2 separate regions of the Sus scrofa genome follow, and region 2 is linked to region 1. The links are chromatin contacts, called in public Hi-C maps. All regions are on one chromosome and are shown on one strand. Each heading gives the region's core, a stretch centred on a gene start, on an enhancer-like site or on the middle of the called end of the contact. The rest is flanking DNA. Distances are from core to core; before and after follow the strand shown.

Region 1 (4,031 bases), core at 1,026-3,525:
CCTGGAGCTGTGGCCTGGACAGCTGCAGATGAAGACAAAAATTAAACTCCTGATCACTCCAATCAACCTCTAATTCCAAGGTTCATGCCGCAAGTGTGAAGCTTGAGGGGGAAAATCAGCCTTCTCTCCTCCTGAGAGCTACGTTTTTCATGAAGGATGGAAGGTGTGTTTCTTACTCCTGGAAACATAGGCCTTTCCCAGTTCCTTGTTATCCGCAAGGCCAAACCTTTCCCCTGGCATTCAAGTCCGCCACAGGCCGGCCAAAGGCCCTTTCCGTCCAGCTGGTCCTTCTTCCCCCTCCTCTCATTTTCACCCCAACCACTTGTGGGTTTCCCTCACTTTGAATCTCTTGAGCCCCTTATTTTTTTTTCTTGGCTGTGCCCATAGCATGCGGAAGTTCCCAGGCCAGGGATCGAACTCACTCCACAGCAGCAACCCAAGCTGCTGCGGCAACAATGCCAGGTCCTTAACCCATTGAGTCATGTGGGAACTCCTCGCACCCCTTATGTTATCTTCCTTCTAGTGCATCTCTATGTGAGAACCTCTCATTGCCCTCCACTGGACCATAAGTTCCTTAATGTATGGAAGATTCTTTACCTTGGCAGCCCCTGTGTGCCTGGAACAATCAGGGACATAAGGGACAGTCAGTAAAAGTTTTGAATTCTCTTTAATTTGAAAAGACCTTGACTATTTGTCAATGTCTTGGAACTAAAGTCTTTAGTTGGGTAATGCAAGAAACCTGGGGCTGAGGCCCAGAGCAGGGACAAAAGACAGAGCAACCAGGACAGAGGAAAGGAGGTGCGCCCTCTACCCGTGGCCCATCACCAGCTGCCCCAGAAGCCTTTCCTTCTCTTGTCATTGCAGAACCGAGGGGTGGCCCTGGGGGGCAAGGGGGTCACTTGAGCCCCAAGCCTAGAGGCAGGCCAGGGAGACCCACTTGGGGATGGGGCTGTCAGTGGCCTCTTTGCTCTACCAACTCACCGTGGTGGCTGAAATTCCATCACTCAACTCATTCCCTGGGATTAAGAAACAATGTCCTGAAAAAACATTGTAAAATGTGCTTATGAAGGAGTTCCCGTTGTGGCTCAGCAGTTAGGAACCTGATTAGTATCCATGAGGAAACAGGTTTGATCCCTGGCCTCACTCAGTGGGTTAAGGATCCGACATTGCCATGAGCTGTGGTGTAGATCAATGACTCGACTCAGATCCCCCATTGCTGTGGCTGTGGTGTAGGCCAGTGGCTGCAGCCCAAATTGGACCTCTAGACTGGGAACTTCCATATGCTCTGGGTGTGGCCCTAAAAAGAAAAAAAATGTCCTTGTGAAAGAGGCAGAGGGGGAAGGCCACCCTTTCACCTGCTGAGGAAGAGCCCCCACCTGGGCAGGCAGAGAGCGGGGTCTGCAGGGAGTGAGAAGTAAGGCCACTGAGGGGTGAAGGAGCCATGTCAGGAAGGCTCTGGAACATGTCCCTGCAAGGAGCTGGCAGCCGGGCAGCGCCCACACCAAGAATGCAGCAGAGGACTCCCTTCAGAGAGCAAGCCCATGGCAACAACGGATTCTCTATCTGACCCTTAACTCACCCCCAAAAGCCACCACCACCAGGGAGGCCCCTGGCCTGCATTCATGGCTGCCTCTCCAGCATCCAGTCCGTAGCTGGCACATAGCAGGCCCTGATGAGATTTCCAGGAAGAATGAATAAGTGAACAAGGCTGAAGAGAGGTCCATCCCCAGCAAGGAACAGTGACCCCCCTCTCAGTTCCACAGAGGGTCCCAGAAGCCTGTGACAACACAGACCCAAGTGGCAGGAAGTGATCCATGGAGCCCCCCCATCTAGCATTCGCGGGTCCACAGCTGAGGACTCATTTGACAAACTTACCCCAGCAGCTTCTGGAACAGAACCGAGCTCCCTGCTGCCTTTCAGAATTTCTTCAGGGAGAAAGAGAATTTTCCTGGCCATTGGGCCAGAATAGAAAAACAAGGCTACATAAAACAGGCCTAAGAGGGAAAGGGTAGGCCAAAACGGAGGTGCCCCTCTCTCCCCCGACCTCACTTTTTTTTTTTTTGCAGCAAGGAAGAGGAAGAGGAGGGGGAGGGGAGAGGGAAGAGGAGGATGGGGTCCCAGCATATTGACCCCCCCACCCCCTCGCAGAGGTCCTCGCAGGCAGGGAGTCGAAGAAAAGTTTTCCGAAGCTGATTACTGAGAGGGTAACTGAGTACACGGAGCACATGTGAACAGGCTCCTCGTTTCCAATTCAGGACTGTCAGATGGTGATTAATGACTAACAGCCACGGAGCGGCCTTGATTGCCAAGTGCCGTATTGTTAATGCTGACATTTAATGATGCCGGACACAACTCCAGCACAATTCCACACCATCATCCGCAAATAGCGCTCGACGGACTTAATTGGTTAAGTGTGTGTGTATGTGTGTGTTTGTGTGTGTGTGTGTGTAGGAGGGGAGGTATAAAGGGCGAGGTATAAAGGGAGGTATAAAGAAGTGAGACGTCTATGTTTGAATTCACCCTAGTTGCACATCTATATTTTAATATGTGTAGCCGTGTTATCACAAGAGTCGAGGTCGGGGGAGAGTCTATCTGCCGACTCACAACAGCACCTCAGTCCCCACCTGACGCCCCCAGCGCCACACCCCACCAGCCACTCATCTGACCCCTGCTGCGGTCCCCCTACCACCACCACCACCACCACTGCTGTCTCTCAGGGGCATGTCTGTGAAGTTAAAACACATGAAAGAGCTTTGAAAGAAGAAGTTGTCTGGAAGTGGGCCTGGATCCAGGGCTCCTGAGAAGCCACTTTTTCACTGGACTCAGATCAATGGTCCCTTGGCCCGTCTGACTGGGCCATCCCGCCTTTGCCAAGAGGGAACCGTTACCCCCGTTCCGGAACTCAACCCTCTCTTAGGAAAGGAACAGAATCCATCCTCATGTTCTAGAAACAGAGTCCCAGGCCACAGGGACAGAGAGACAGGCCCAGCAAGGATAACCAGGGCCAACTGAGCAGGGTGACAAGGGGTCCGGGAGAGGAAGGAGATCTTTGCTCCAAAAAGGACATCCGTGTGAGGAATCCATATTCGTGGAGCCTGGCTCCACTGGGCAGAGGGAGGGTGAAGCCCAGGGAGCTGCCATCTGGTTGGGGAGGTAAGTGGGCAGAGCAGGACAGCCTGGACTCTGGCTGCTGAGGCCCCATTCAGAGGTCAGTGCAGAGGAGGGAACTGTCTAGAAAAGGCAGGGAATATGCAAGGGGTCTGACTCCCGGCAGCCCTTGCGTGAAAAGAGCTGGAAAGGCCCTTCTCTAGGTAAGGGTTTTAGAAAGTTGAACTCCCATGAACTCCCCTTCAAAACCTTGTTCCTCAAAGTGTGGGTATAAGACCAGCAGCATTGCTGTGGCCTGGGAGCCTGTGAAAAATGCAGAATTTCAAGCCCCACCCCAGATCAGTGGCTCTACATCTGCACTTGAACTGGTCCCCTCGGGATCAGCAAGTGCAGTCAAGTTTGAGAAGCACAGCTCTAAATGCCCTGGTCAGGAAGCCACATGCAGAAGCAGGCTTGCCCCAAGGACCCGGCTCCCGGAAAGTCTCCTGACGTTTGCCTGAAGTGCTGCTCACCCCAAGGAGACCAGGGCTCCCCACATCTTTCCTGGTCACTCCCCATGACCCTGTGGCCCCTGGCCACATCTCAGAGAAGTAGCAGTGTGCACCCTGTTGCTTTTCTCCATTTGGAGCAGGAACCTAGAGGGAAGGCCCAACAGCCCTGGTTTTTAGGACTTGTTACAGCGGGAGGCCCAGGTGGCTTTGCCAAGCTCACCCCTGGCTGATCCCCCGTGGGCTTGGGTCACAGGAGCAGGTGACTCTTCTGTGGGTGTCCCAGGTCTAGTGGTGGGGACTGAAGCCCCCCATGCTGAGGAATCAATCCATCACTGAGACCTCCTCTGTGTAATGACCCTCAGGGCCCACGTCCACTTCCTTAGGCTCTGCTAACCTCCCTGCCCGCCCTGCTCAGAAAACAATAATCAAAAG
Region 2 (3,647 bases), core at 276-2,775, 700 kb before region 1:
TCTTTATCAAAATCTACTTCTTCAGGAAAACCAGTTTTGATTAGAAGTTAGAAAGAAAAGATTTAGGTACAACCAACTCATATTATGGGGACTGACCAGTAACCCAAGAACGAAAGAAGCCATTCAGTACTTTTTTATTTATTTATTTGTTTGTTTTGTCTTTTCTAGGGCCACACCCATGGCATATGGAGGTTCCCAAGCTAGGGATCTAATTGGAGCTGTAGCTGTCAGCCTACGCCAGAGCCACAGCAGTGGGGGATCTGAGCTGCATCTGAGACCTCACAGTGACGCTGGATCCTTAACCCACTGAGCAAGGCCAGGGATCGAACCCGCAACCTCATGATTCCTAGTTGGATTCATTAACCACTGAGCCATGACGGGAACTCCCATTCAGTATTTTTAAAGGTGGGTGTTTATAAACTCCAGTGGGCGTAGATAGATAGTTGATCCGTGGGAGGAGGAGAGGTGGAAATTTCCAGGCAGTGTATGATGTATCTGGGTCAGAAGAGGTGACCATTTCTAACAGAAAGGTTTGTCTTCATATCAGCCCTTCCCTAGAATCCCTCTCTCTGGGTCTGCCTAATTCAACTCTTAGAGTCTGCACTGCAACCTGAATACATTCCCATGTGACTTCCCTTCCCACTTTGTGAAACCTGTGACTCAGATCCCACTTCTAGTATCAGCTTTGTTTTCATACCCTTCATGTCCTTCTTAGAGATGCCAGAGACCAAGAAAGATTCTCTCTTCCCTGATATCCAACCCAGCCTGGCTCTAGAATGGGTGGTCAACCCACTGATACCTGCCATGAGCAGGGCTCCCAGCAGGCATGCCCCCACATCACCACCTTCCTTAGCCTTTAAGTTTCAGTTTCCTTCTCTGCAAAACAGTGCTAGTATTAGAACTGAAATAATTGGGGGTCCCCTGGTGACCTAGTGTTTAAAGACCTGGCCTTGTTACTGCTGTGGCTTGAGTCTTTGTTGTGGTGTGGTTTCAGTCCCTGGCTGGGAACTTCCACATGTGGTAGGCATGGTCAAAAAACAAACAAACAAACCAAAGGACTGAAATAATTGAAAGGTTATGATGATCGAATGAAATAAAACAGATTAAATTATGTTGTCAACTTGAGCAAGTAAAAACTTAGCAAGTGGAAAAGGGTTCCTTGTTGTGGTTCTGCCCCCTCCATGCCTTCTTCCATCATTTCCTTGGCTCTTAGATTTCTGTGCTTTTGCAACCAATTTCTTCTTATTCAAGGTGAGGGGGCTTGTTGCTCAGCTCAGCATATCAACAGGGTTTTCAGTGAAGATCCCTAATGGGATACTTCCCACTGGGTGCTCATTTCGCCACACCCAAGTCTGTCTGTGGCTTGCTGTTTTGCTTCCAGAACACTCTTCCCATGGCAGTTCCAGCTCCTTCCTTGGCTCTTTCCCAAGGCCTTCCAGCACAGCTGTTTACAGGATGGTCTTGAGTTTATGAGCAGATTACAGCCCATCAGATCTGCCAGTGCATCCTCTGCCAGACATCTGTCTCTATGACCTCTCACATTAAGGAACCATACTCCTTATACAAACACACAGATGTTAGGAAGGAAGCTGGGCCTGCCTCTCTTTTTATTCTCAGCTCTTCGCGTTGATGGCATCCTGTGCCCCAGATGATCCAGGCAAGAGAAACCCAGTCTTTTTAACCTCAGGTGCCTGAAGTCCTATGGAGCTTCCAGGGTCTTCCTAGAGCCTCATCCAAGCTTGGATACAGATCACCATACTTGCTTCTTCTCTCTCCACATCCTGTCTAATCTTTCTGTAGAAACTGGTGCATATCCAGAAAATCTCGCTAAGATAATTCATGAAGATGACTATGCCAAACAACAGATTTTCAGTGTGATTGAAACAGCTTTATAGTGGAAGAAGATGCCCTAGGACTTGGATAGCTGGAGAAGAGAAGTCAGTGTCTGACTTCATGTAGCTGGTGGCTCTAGGTTGAAGCCAGTGCTCATTTATCATTCTGAAAACCCTATGGCCTTTAAAAACTTTGCTAAATCTACCTTGGCTGTGATCTATAAATGGAATAACAAAGTAGATGACAGCACAACTCTTTACAACATGGCTTATGATATTTTAAACCTAATTTACAGATCTACTACTTAGTAAAATATTTCTTTCAAAATATTTCTGCTCATTGACAATGTACCTGGTCACCCAGTAGCTCTGATGGAGATGGACACGATTCAAGTTGTCTTCATGCCAGCTGACACAACATCCATTCACAGCTCATGGATCAAGGAGTAATACTAACTTTTAAGTCTTTTTCTTTAGGAAATACATTTTGTAATCTGGTATGGCCATAGCTTCCATGCATAATGATTCCTCTGCTGGATCTGGGGGAAGTACATTGAAAGCCTTCTGGAAAGAATTCATCATTCTTAATGCCACTAAAACATTCACAGTTCATGCGAAGAGGTCAAAATAACATGAACAGGAGTTTAGAGGAAGTTGATTCCAGCCCTCATGGATGATGCTGAGGGGTGAAAGACTTCATGGAGGAAGTAACTGCAGATGTGGTGGAAACAGCAAGAGAACTGGAATCAGAAGTGGAGCCTGAAGACAGCACTGACTTGCCGCAATCTCATAGTAAACTGATGTGGATGAGGAGTTGCTTCTCATGGATGAGCCAAGGAAGAAGATCCTTGAAATGGAATCTACTCCTGGAGAAGATGCTGTGAAGATGGTTGAAATGACAATAAAGGATTTAGAATATTCCATAAACTTATTTGATAAAGTAGCAGCAGGGTTTGAGAGGACCGACTCCAATTTTGAAAGTTCTTTGGTGGGTAAAATGCTATCAGACAGCACTGCATGTTATGAAGAAATCATTAGCGAAGAATCAATCGGTGGGGCCAGCTTCCTTGTGGTCTCATATTAAGAAATTGCCACCACTACCCAACCTTCAGTAGCAGCGTCCTGATCAGTCAGCAGCCATCAACATTGGGGCAGGACCTCTAGCAGCAAAAAGACTATATAACTCACTGATGTTTCAGATGATGGCTAGAATTTTTTTATTAATGAAATATTTTAAATTTATAGATGTATGTTTTTAGACATAATGCTACTGCAAAATTAATAGACTGCAGTATAGTATAAACATAATTTCACATGCCCTTGGAAACCAAAAATTTCATGTGACTTGCTTTACTAAGCTATTTGCTTTATTGTAGCGGTCAGAAGCTGAACCCTAAATATCCCCAGGTATTCCTGTGGAGTAATTCATCAGATAGGTATTGGATACATGAATTCTTTACATTAACAAGCAGTATTTTGTTCTCATTACTTAAAGGTAGAAGACACAATAGTTTTAGGCTTCATGCAAGTGTCAGTAATGAGGAAAATTCAACATATCCCTTTCATTACTCTTGTCTTTCTCACCTGGACTAGCTTAGAAGGCTGTAATAAAGGAGGGACAAAGGTCTTTTTAAAACCTCTTTGTGAATATGTGGACAGGTCTGAAGAAAAATGGGTTCAGATTCTCCTAGAACTTATGGGTATGGAAGTTGCCATTGATTTAGCTGGATGATATGATGAGGAAGGAGCTATGGTAAACACAGGAATGAGAATTACAGTAGGGCCAACTGGTTATTTACTGAGCAGGTATGTTTA

What was found. Hi-C and Micro-C count contacts between places; a contact is called where the count stands out from the background.
Region 2: a Hi-C map of fetal skeletal muscle shows a contact between it and region 1, with 2.5 times the contacts expected there. The contact joins two enhancer-like sites. A contact is called at or near these places in 1 of 5 promoter capture datasets (liver), 8 of 47 Hi-C or Micro-C datasets (fetal skeletal muscle, fibroblasts, heart right ventricle and 5 more) and 2 of 2 datasets of contacts at active chromatin or transcription factors (alveolar macrophages and skeletal muscle).

What each region holds. Positions count from the first base shown.
Region 1 is chr15:48,675,180-48,679,210 of Sscrofa11.1, reverse strand. No RefSeq gene overlaps it. Among named protein-coding and RNA genes, the nearest start is that of ERLIN2, 16 kb to the right of the region's middle. Within about 2 kb of position 2,275, at least 6 of the 83 cell types and tissues checked have an H3K27ac peak or open chromatin away from gene starts, as enhancers often do. A contact at or near this core is called in fetal skeletal muscle, where this site is marked.
Region 2 is chr15:49,370,624-49,374,270 of Sscrofa11.1, reverse strand. All of the region lies in intron 18 of KCNU1 (potassium channel subfamily U member 1), which reads left to right. Among named protein-coding and RNA genes, the nearest start is that of KCNU1, 72 kb to the left of the region's middle. Within about 2 kb of position 1,525, at least 1 of the 83 cell types and tissues checked has an H3K27ac peak or open chromatin away from gene starts, as enhancers often do. A contact at or near this core is called in fetal skeletal muscle, where this site is marked.